Regions from separate parts of the Mus musculus genome. Here region 2 is linked to region 1. A link is a contact called in public HiChIP or PLAC-seq data. All regions are on one chromosome and are shown on one strand. The core of a region is the stretch at or near the end of the contact, and the rest is flanking DNA. Distances in the headings are between cores, read along the strand shown. Region 1 holds the start of Ms4a18 (membrane-spanning 4-domains, subfamily A, member 18). Region 2 holds the start of Ms4a12 (membrane-spanning 4-domains, subfamily A, member 12).

The links. HiChIP or PLAC-seq counts read pairs in DNA pulled down with a chosen protein or histone mark.
Region 2: a contact with region 1 is called in an H3K4me3 HiChIP or PLAC-seq map of intestinal villus epithelium, with 11 read pairs. The contact joins the promoter of Ms4a12 here to the promoter of Ms4a18 in region 1. A contact is called at or near these places in 3 of 39 promoter capture datasets (liver and pre-B cells), 2 of 484 Hi-C or Micro-C datasets (CD8 T cells and bone marrow-derived macrophages), 1 of 115 datasets of contacts at active chromatin or transcription factors (intestinal villus epithelium) and 2 of 9 other capture datasets (adipose tissue and liver).

Annotation. Positions count from the first base shown.
Region 1 is chr19:11,014,403-11,019,980 of GRCm38.p6, reverse strand. It overlaps Ms4a18 (membrane-spanning 4-domains, subfamily A, member 18), which reads left to right and starts at 2,018. Exons shown (of 7, transcript NM_001251849.1): 1 at 2,018-2,089.
Region 2 is chr19:11,229,000-11,234,567 of GRCm38.p6, reverse strand. It overlaps Ms4a12 (membrane-spanning 4-domains, subfamily A, member 12), which reads left to right and starts at 2,115. Exons shown (of 7, transcript NM_001374133.1): 1 at 2,115-2,199; 2 at 4,020-4,288. The coding sequence starts at 4,028. The region is part of intron 1 of 4930526L06Rik (RIKEN cDNA 4930526L06 gene); the gene reads right to left.

The sequences.
Region 1 (5,578 bases), core at 769-3,268:
AGGAGGGATCCCCAGCTGAGCTGAGGAGCTCAGGAGCCTCAGCCTGAGCCTCGCTCCTTCTCTTCTCTTCTCTTCTCTTCTCTTCTCTTCTCTTCTCTTCTCTTCTCTTCTCTTCTCTTCTCTTCTCTTCTTCTCCTCTTCATTGTTTCTTGGCTTCTTCTGATAAAAGAGTGACACCAGGCAGCAGATCTCATGAAAGAGATTTATTGGATGGGGTCCAGGATGCGGAAGAACATGTCTGCTCCTAGGAGAGTGGAGAGCCAGGAACTGGACAAAGGGCAGGACTTACACAGGATTTTTAAGGAGGTGGAGCTTTTCAGAGCAGAAATTATCAGATTGGAGATTGGTGGGAGTTCAAGTCCTGCACTTGGGGGAGCTAAGGGATTGGTGGGTTTCGCTGTTTGAGGAGTGTTGAGTTTTCATGCTCAAGGATTGGTGGGTTTCTGTGGGAAGTTCAGAGATTAACGGGCTTTCTTATTCAGGAATTGGTGGCTTTTGTACAGACTCTTCACCTAAAATTAGCATAATCTAGGGAGGGTTCTGTTGAGGGGCTGGAGATGACCTTTGTGACAGTTACAGAGGCTGGATACACAGTCATGACAATTAGGGTGATTTGGGGGAGGGGTCTGGCTGATGGAGCTCCTCAGGCAGGGGCCTGGCCACTTTCCAACCTTGAGGGTTTATAAAGTCTACAAAGTTTACAAAGGGAGTCCATAGCATGGAGGGAAAGCCTTCCCTGACACTTGAGAGGATAGCCAATTCATCTCATATTGAACAATACAGAAGAGAATTATCAACTCATTCAAGACAAGAAAATTTTAAAAAATATCAGGACTCATCAAGGTACCAGTAATTTGTCATGGTACACCTGCCAGTTCGTAGTATGTTCTAGTTTGCTTTTTTTTTTCTTACTGAGATAAAATTTTGATCAAAAGCAGCTTGGAGAATGGTTTGTATAGCTTGAAGGTTGTAATCCATCACCAAGGGAAGCCAAAGGGAACTTAGAGCAGGAACCAGGGTATGGGAACTAAAATGAGAGCACAAAGGAGCACTGCTAACTAGTTTCCTCTGGTGTGCTGGGCTGTTTCTTATACAGCCCAGGCCCACCTGCCTAGGAACAGCAATCCCCACAGAGGGCTGGGTCCTCTTACATCAAATAGCAATAAGGAATGCCTGCCCCAGACACGCCCACACACTAATCTGATGGAAGCAGTTCCTCAACTGAGACTCCTTCTTTCCCAAGTGACCCTAGATTTTGTGTCCTATTGACAAAACCTAACTGGTAATGATAGAACTGGATTCTTATTCGTGTCTTCTTCTGCTACAGTCCAGGCTGTGTGGCTCCTGTACCCTGTTACTCCTATTATACTGATCACAGGCAAAACATGAGGGTGGCAATGAGGACAACGAGGTCATTCTTGTGACCCAGCTTCACCCTATATACTCAAACTAAAATCACAGTTCTATAAGAAAGCAGGCTGAGCAAGCCAGGGGAAGCAAGCCTGTAAGAAACATCCTTCCATGGCCTCTGCATCAGCTCCTGTTTCCTGACCTGCTTGAGTTCCAGTCCTGACTTTCTCTAGTGATGAACAGGGGTTTGGAGGTGTAAGCTGAGTAAACCCTTTCCTCCCCAACTTGCTTCCTTGTCATGATGTTTTGTCCAGGAATGGCACCACCCACAAGGGACCTCCCCAGTTGATCACTAATTGAGAAGATGCCCCACAACTGGATCTCATGGAGGCACTTCCCCAACTGAAGATCCTTTCTCTGTGATAACTCCAGCCTGTGTCAAGTTGACACAAAAAAACAGCCAGTACACTCTGACATTCTGCATGTTACACTTTCTCAGAGGCAGACTTTGGAATGCTCACACAGAATCCTATTCTAGACACGGTCATAAATACTCCGAGGTGCAGATAAATTCAAGGTGGGAGCCTGACATTATATTCATTGGCTCTCGGTGAAACTTCAAGGAGGACTTTGGAGCTTGAAAGAGAAACCTATTATTTCTTCCCTTGTGAGAAATTTCTAAAGCAGCTGCAGGAACTGCCAGGGCCTAAAGAAGGAGACAGACTTGCCAGGACTCAAGGTAAGATTTCTGGGAATTCCTTCATAGAGTCTTGACAGAGCTTGGACCCTATCAAGAGGGCTCCAAGACCTGGACAAGCTCTGGAAAGGTCTTTTGGGAGCTGCAGGAATCAGGAGACCCCTATAGACTGTACACTGATGTATGGTGGGAGCTCACAACAACCCAACCTCTGAGACTATTGCTCAGCCATCTGGGAGGCTGCTGAAGAATCAGAGCAGGTTCCTGGAGCTAGTTCTCCATCTGCCTGAGCAGAGTAGTCCCAGGACAGAAGGCTGGACACCCAGGACAGAAAGCTGGATGCCCATGGTGGAGGCAGAGGAATGACCACTGGCTTTTTGGATGACCACTCCCTGAAACCATCTGGTTAAATGCATGGTGGTCAGGTTTGTTTAGGAACTCAGCCAAGAATTGGTGGGAAAGAACAACCTCCTTTGTTCCTATCAGGTCCTCTGGAGCCCAGCCCAGGGCTCAGCTGCTGTATCAATCACCATGTGTACAACGATATTGCTCTTGAATAACAAGGAACCTTTTATGAAAAAAAAAAAGAGGAAAGACAAAGCTAACCCATTTTCCTATGGCATGGAAAAGAGAATAGCATTCAGCGTAGTATGAAAGGCAGACAGATCTTCCATCCAAACCATCAGGATCTCAGTTCCTGGTTACAGTAGAATATCTACCTAGAAAGCACAGAGCCCTAGGTTTGGCACACACACCCTCAGCTCCACATAAACTAGGCACGGTAGTAATCATGGGAGGTGGAGGTAGGAGAATCCTTAGCTATGTAATAAGTTCAAAGATAGCCTGGACTACGTGAGACTCTGTCTCAAAAAGCAAACCTTAGCTTCAGCATTTCTTTATGACTGTGCTCAGGTTAGCTAACCTCTCAGACCCTCGATAGTAATAGTACATGGCCGGAGGTGTTGCTTATCATATCAGTAGGGCTGTGAGACATAATCTGCAGTTGCTACAGTTGTTACTATCCATCACCTCCCTGGAGAACTTGGAGTTCTTGAGAGAAGGCCAGGGATGCTTGACACAGGATGTTCTTACAGCTGAACATTCATGGTTTGTGTCACCTGACAGGCACAGAATTCTTCTACAGAAGTTAAAACACGGTGGTAACAAGGAGATAAGCCTGGGTTCCAAGCCCACTCCTGAGAGCTGTGTGGCAAGTCATTCCCCCTTCAGAACCATGGTCCCCATGAGGCTTAGTGGAATCACAGGGGATATGGAAATGAGGGAGACATCAGGGGGAATTCCTTGGCTGTCAGGTGTCAGACCAATGACAGGCAAGTCTCTTGTTCATTTTTTAATGGGTGCTGAGGATTGAATCCAGGCCCTCTCGTGCACTGAGCTCTGGCACCACACAGCATTTCCGGGCCTTTTTAGTTTTATGTCATTTTAATTTTGAGACAACATTTTATTAAGTGGTCCAAGTCATCTTGAAATTGCTCTGTAATATAAATAAGTCTTGAAGTTGCAATCTCCTACCTCAGACTCCTAAGGAGCTTGTATCATGAGCCTGTGCAGCCCCAAATTGACAAGTGTTTTGTTGCTGTTGTTTTCTCGGTTTAGCTTCAAGACAGGGCCTCACATATCCCAGGTTGGCCTCAATAGCAGAGAACAACCTTGAACTTCTGAATCTGATTTCACCTCCCTAAGCATGGGACTCTAAGCACATGCTACCACACCCAGTTTATATGATGCTGGGGATAGAACCCAGGATTTCATGCACACAAGGCAAGCATTCTACCCACCAAGCTACATCCACAGTCCTGCCAGGTGTTTTTCTTACAGACAAGAAAAATTGCAAAAGGCCTCAGAAACTAGCTTGGTCTTACAAGGAAAATCTGGATATGTTCTGAATTTTTACCAAGTGATACCTGCATTGCTGACCTAGAGACAACGTTTTAAGATCCACTTGACTTAATATTAGAAATAAAACAGTTCGGAGTCTGAGGGAATGGTAGGGTTCAGAGAGTAGTCTTTCTGTTGCAGATGGCTGCTACTCTTCAACAAACACTGAGCTAAGAGTGCTTTCCTGTGCTGGAGGTGAGAGCCCCAAGGAAGGACTTGAGGGCTTGTTGGAAGGACAAGTCTATATCTACATTTCACAGAGCTAGTGCCCTTACACCTGCAGGTCATAAAAGCAGAAACTGTGAAACAGACCTGGAGCTGTCTGACCTCTGGACCCTGATGCTGCCTTGCCTGTGGCTTCCTTATCTGGGTGATCAGTAGTGAAAGGTGACAGTCCAGCAGCCAGCAGAGTCACATTGATATCAGCCCTTTGGGGTATTTTCCTCACTCTGGCACCTGCTGGCACCATAAAGCACTATCATGAGTTTACTTGGTATTTGTCATCTAGAGAGTCCAGAAAGCTTTTTGCTTGCATCATGCTAGAATCCAGTTCACCTTATTTTGGGTCAAAGCATTTGACGACCTGCCAGCAAGAATCTACAATTTACGTGCCAAAGCGTTAAACACAAGAGGATAGTAACAGGTGATTTTTTTTTCCTCATCTGAGTGGAAAATATTTCTACATATGTCCTTAATGTGCTAAGGAGACTGGCTGCCTCCTCCCAGGCATCCTTCCTCATCAACATAGGGAAAATAAGACATCCTCCAGATCTACCTAAGTAGGGACCACAGTCACATTATTCTCTTCCAGAAATCTCAGACACCTAAGATGGAAATGAGAGGCCATTCTCAGACTCCTCGGTACCCTAGAAATAGCAGCTGAAATATAGATGAACCGAAGCCAGCACTGTGTTTGCATGGTTCAATTCCCAGCACCCAGATGGCAGCTCACAACCACCTGTAACCCCTGTTCCATGAAATCTGATGCCCTAGATTCTTCAGACACTAGGCACATACATGGTTCATAGACATAAATGAAGGCAAGACACCCATACACATAAAAAATTAAATTAAATAAATTTTCAGATACCTGGTCTTTCAAGAAGTCCCAGCTCATTTGAATATGGACCCCAAGGAAACAAAGACTCTTTTTTTTTTTTTTAGATTTATTTATTTATTATATGTAAGTACACTGTAGCTGTCTTCAGACACTCCAGAAGAGGGCGTCAGATCTCCTTACAGATGGTTGTGAGCCACCATGTGGTTGCTGGGATTTGAACTCCTGACCTTCGGAAGAGCAGTCGGGTGCTCTTACCCACTGAGCCATCTCACCAGCCCCTCTTTTTTTTTTAATTAGATATTTTCTTCATTTAAATTTCAAATGTTATCCCAAAAGTCCCTATTCCCTCCCACCGCCCTGCTCCCCAACCCACCCACTCCTGTTTCCTGGCCCTGACATTCCCCTGTACTGGGGCATATAATCTTCAAAAGACCAAGGGCCTCTCCTCTGACTAGGCCATCTTCTGCTACATATGCAGCTAGAGACACGAACTTTCGGGGTACTGGTTAGTTCAAATTGTTGCCCCTCCTATAGGGTTGTAGACCCCTTCTGCTCCTTGGGTACTTTCTCTA
Region 2 (5,568 bases), core at 866-3,365, 210 kb before region 1:
AGCTTCTTGCTTTTCCACAGAAATTACTCCAGTCAGAAAGCAGCCCATGTAAGGAATGAAACACTAACCACATATGTGGAGGAAGTACTCCTGAGACCTTATTCTTCAGCACTTACTAACTGTAGTCCCCTGAGAAAGTGAACTTCCTGTGACTCACTTCTCGAAAGTAAGGCTGGAATAGTCTCCCAGTGAGTCCTGTCTGCTCCTAGTGACATTAGCTATGTGGCAGCATTCACGCGTGCTAACAATAGTGACAGGACGCTGCCACCAGGGTAACTTTTCCAAGCTGGTTAGTGATACTACTCTAACGTAGAAAAAACAATTCCTAGGACCTTGATTGACCTAAAGACTGTTCCAGAATTATGTATGGTGAGCCATGCAACAGTTTAGCAAAATAAATAAATAAATAAATAAGTTTTCTCTGTGTGTTTTTACAGAAAGAAAATACACATTTTATGTCAAAACTTAATGTTTATTGACACCAGTCACCTTAATGCTTCAGTATTTTACACAGGTATTCTTACACTTGGCCGCTGCCTTATGAAGAGACTCTCTACCTGAAGGTAAGTCTACGAGGCCAGGAGAGGGGGGACAGGAGACTTAAAGAACACTGCTCATTGTCCACTTCACTCCCTTACTACCCAGCTGAAATGAATCAGGGTGTCCACAGGGTTCCTTCTCAGACAACAACCCTGAGTCCTTTGTCCTGCTAAAATAATTCTGATTTCTTGTTCTTTTAATGATGCCCATCCTTTGAGCAGGACCATTGACTCAAACTGTCACATTCTAAGGTCCATAACATCACAAATGCTCCAGCATCATGTTGTCTACTTTAGAAAAAATACATACAAATACAAATCCAAAAGAGAAAGGAAACCACCATTAATACACAAAGATAATTTAAAAGCAAACTCTTTTAAAAAGTCCTACTCCTAGCCAGGAAGCTAGTCACGATTGATGCTGCTAGGAGAAGGGAAATATGTTTTCCTCAACCGAATGGCCCTTGGTATCTACCATACTCCAGGACAGGCCACATGTTCAGGAGTAGTTGACCTACTTGGACTCCACAGTTGGTTGGTTGGCTATCCATTTTTAGAGAGAGAAAGAACATGAAGTCGGGTGGTTGGGGAGGTGATGGGGACCTGAGAGGATTTGGGAAAGGAAAAAAAGAATAAAATATTCTTTTCCATATATATTATATGAGCATATATTGTATGAAATTCTCAAAGAATAAATAAAAACAATATTTTCAAAAACCATTCTTTCCTAACCATTCATGTGGTGGTGGTGGTGGTGGTGGTGGTGGTGGTAGTGGTGGTGGTGGTGGTAGTGGTGGTGGTAGTGGTGTGTGTGTGTGTGTGTGTGTGTGTGTGTGTGAAAAGAATTGACACTGATCCCACTTGCTCAATGGATCTCACCACATGTGAAACTTGACAGCCATGGGGCTTTTGAAGGCAAGAATATACATTGGATCTCTGTTCTTAGGACACTTGTTTGCACCTCTAAGACACAAATGAACATGAATAGTTAGACTGCCTCCAAAATTATAACATAACAGTATTGAGAATTATAAGGGTTGATTGACCTGTAAAGGTATTAATAAAATGGTAAGTTAAAAGGGTGTAGTATAGAAAACCTACACAATCTACCTTAATTTGGTGAGTCTTTACAACACCATGTACATCTGTATGTAACACGAATCCTGGCACACGAAAGTTTGCGAATCCTGATGAATTATCCTCAGTAGCAGTGTCCAGGTGTCCAGAGTGCAGGCACTTTTACTCCTCCTCTTTCTGTTCTTCATTGTCTGTGTTTTACAGTTGTACTTGTCTGGTTTAAAAGGCACTAGAACGTGGTGTGGCACTGCTTTAGTGAGGGTCAGAAAGCTAAGGGGCTGGAGAAAGGAACAAGAAGTGTCTGGAAGTGTCACTTCCCAGCATAAGTGAGTCAGAACACACTTCCCTGCATAAATACAAACTACAACGCATTCTCAAATTTACAAATGGGGTGAAAGTGCTTAATGAAAGGACTTTGGAACTATATAAAGATAGGATAGGCTCGCTTGAAGCAAGGAAGTAAAGGCACTTATAAATCCCAGATAAATATCCAAGATCAGAGCAGAACATATAGCTGAGAAAGAGAGAGCCCAGAGGTTCTGGGAAGCTGCATAGGTCCACTGAAACCACCCTGCCTTTCTCGGTGGGTATGGAACGGGGCTGATCTGTTTGGGTGGGTTTGCTGCCACATTCTACTCTCTGGGTGGGAGAGGTGAAGCCAATTCTTAAATCTGTATTGAGACAGTTGACGAATGAAAGAGAAACCCGGAGAGAAACAAGACAATTACTACTAAAGGCACTTCAAGCGAATCTATAGACACATACCCATGTGTGTAAATCTAATGCTAAGGATAGTGGATACACATGTATGAAATTCCATGAATAGTAACCGGCAAGCAGGAACCCTTGGTGACAGTGTCGTGATCGAGGGTCCACGCATAACAGAGACACTGAAACACACAGTTTCTGAATATGATTCACTAAAGAGGCTTCTTTATGGAAAATGAAGACTGGGAAATCACCCTTCACTGGGTCAGCATTTTTTAATATTTGCTGAAAGATGATATTTTCAGACATATGTCCTGCATGATTCGGTTGGAAGTGTCTATGAGTCACTGTGATGTTTCATTATATGCTATATAATACATTCTAAACAATAGTATCATTTTCCTTCTTTTCAAACAAAGGTGGAAAGGAGGTGGTAAGAAATTACAGTCATATTTTCCCATCTTTACTTGGATTAGTTCACCAGCTGGTTTTTCTCCTATTGCTATAGTCCTTATGCTTTATAATTCACCAGAACTTTGGTGTTTTTATTTATGTGTTTGTGTGCTTGAAAATGGTTGTTAGTTCTCATTTTTCAGAAAAAAGCTGGTTGTAAATAGCTTATCATTTGCTAAGAGAAAAAAATGTGCTAACTCCTTTAAAAAAAAAAAAGAAGAAGAAAAGAAAAGAAACAAAACTATGACAATAGACTCAGCACTGAGCTGACTGTCTTCCCTTTATGTGGATCCTCATTTTGACTGGAGGATCTGTTTGGGTCCTCATTTTGATTGAAGGATCAGTTTGGATCTTCATTTTGATTGGAGGATCACTTAATCCTGTTTCCCTGGCATCACTTCCACATCTACATACTAGGTCATTTTCATATGAACCAAAAAATGTAGAACTGGGTCATTTTCTAATCATTTTCTAAAACTTCAGCAGTTTGGGCACAAATCCATCCTGAGATGTGTTTTACAGAGTTAGGTATTAATAGTCTGTGTTCCATGTGAAACTTCCATGTTCAAAAACTAGATCACAGATAAGAAGTCTTAAAATTTCCCTAGCAAAGTTATCAGAGACAAAAAATACACACTGTGTGTGTGTGTGTGTGTGTGTGTGTGTGTGTGTGTGTCCCTCCCTCTCCTTCCCCTCTCATAGAACAATCATTTAATTCTATACTTTTTAAAGCCCAGGAAAATTCTTGTTCTGACTTTATACACCCATCTCCTGTCTCCTTGCTCTTGGCATTGACCTTTTGAAGTTCAACCCATTTCACCAAATGGACACGCATCCTCTATTTGAAATAAGATAATAAGAAATAAGATGGGTTCTAATAACACAATAGTCACTGCCATCACCAAGCTCTTGACCTATGCTGGGAACTCTTACAATGGCTTTATGAAAATTGTCATCATTCAACCTTTATTCTGGCCATTTGAATGGCAACATCTATCCTTTTACAGCATAGATACAGGCTAACAGAAATTTAATTGAGAAAGCTACTCAAGTGAAGTATCAAGTTGGAGACTAAAAATAGCTGGAGTAATATTTAGTCTTAGAAACTGCATCTATTTCTTGTCACTAGCCAGTATGTGCTCACTTGCTCTCTCTCCTATTTGCATAAAAATTGATGACAAGATGTCCTTTAATTTCTCTTCCTGGTAAATGTGTTATTTCTGTATGTTTTGTACTGCTTAGGTGACATAATGACATCTTCCCAGACTACCTACCCTGGAACGCGTGGCATTCCAAATCCTTGCCCACCAACAAGATCCATGGCTCCTCATCCTCCACAACCTCTGAATTTTTTAAACGTAAGAAACCAAGTACAGACTGGGCAAGTTTCCTTCATTACATCTCCAGGAATCTTCCCTAACACACAGCTGGGTCGAGAAAATGTGCCAACGGTAAATCCAGCTCTAGGAGCAGCAATAAGCAATGTTAAAGATGCAGCAATAGCACTTGGGGTAAGTGTATTTGCCACTAGGATTTTAATGTTGCATTTGCAAGGCTTTTATGCATCTGCCAGTTATAAATAGCATATCAACCAATGAGCAAACACATGTAAGGACTATTCTGTTAACTGTGTCTCTCTCAGAAAGAAATGGTCAATCTGTGTATGAGTCACCCTAGGTTCATTTATTTTAGATTCAGATACAAGTCTAAGAGTTGACAGAAGGCTCTCCCTAACAGGAAGATCCAGGAATGGTGACATGACTAGAGCCAATTACTTCTTGATTGGTCTCATTGCCTCTGAAAGTCTTTTTAGGAAACCTTACTTTTGTCTTGGATCAGTTATTAATCTACATTTCTATAAAGACAAATTAACTTTAAAACAATCATTGATAACTGTTTTAAAGGGAATGGCACTACTAGCAAACTGTCTGAGGAAAGCAAAGTGTAAAGTGTAAAAACTATCCTTGGAAATGCTATGTCTTTGTTGCTTTGATTTACAAAAGTTGATTTGAGCTGGACACCCATGGTCTTGTTTCTCTGAGCATTGTAAAGCACGAATGATTTGTAGTAAAGACTCAACATGCTTAGACAGAACTGACCATCGTTACTTAAGCTTTCCCCACACCTCTTCACACACTCCCACCAAATTATGTCATGCCCCTTGCTGTGTATAGCTCCAAAATCTTAGCTACAAAAGTCAGTAGACAATAGATGCCCATCTTACCAGCTAGTGCTTTGGGTAGTCTAGTTAAGTCACAGTGTTTCAAGTAAGTAAAAATGAACAGTATCTGACCCTCCACTCAAGCAACCAATCTACACTGGGAAGGTGGCTCCTTGGATCTTCCCCTGCCAAGTGGAGTACATTTCCTGCAAACTCATAGTTCACAAAGCCAACCCCACACAGTTGCTGAAAATATCTTGAAGCTCAAGCCAGACACAGTCTCTGCCTGCAGGGAGCCTATGACCCAGCTGGGAAAATCGGGCTGTACACATAATAAAGACACAAACTAGAGAATATGTTGGAAGGTGAAAAAAATATATATAGATACTGAATGAAGTGAACCAGGCTTAGAAAGACAAAAATCTCTGTTCTCTCTCATATGCACATCCTACCTTTTACTGTTTGGGTGTGTATGTAGGTGGGTGTGAGAGAGCGAGGCTACCAGTAAAAGAAAGAATAAAGTTGGAAAGAAGATCACAAGAACAGAAAACGATGTTGAGGAAGGGTGGCTTCTGGGGGGGGGGGGGATGGATATGAGGAGGATGAAGGGAAATAAATGAGAAGAAAAGA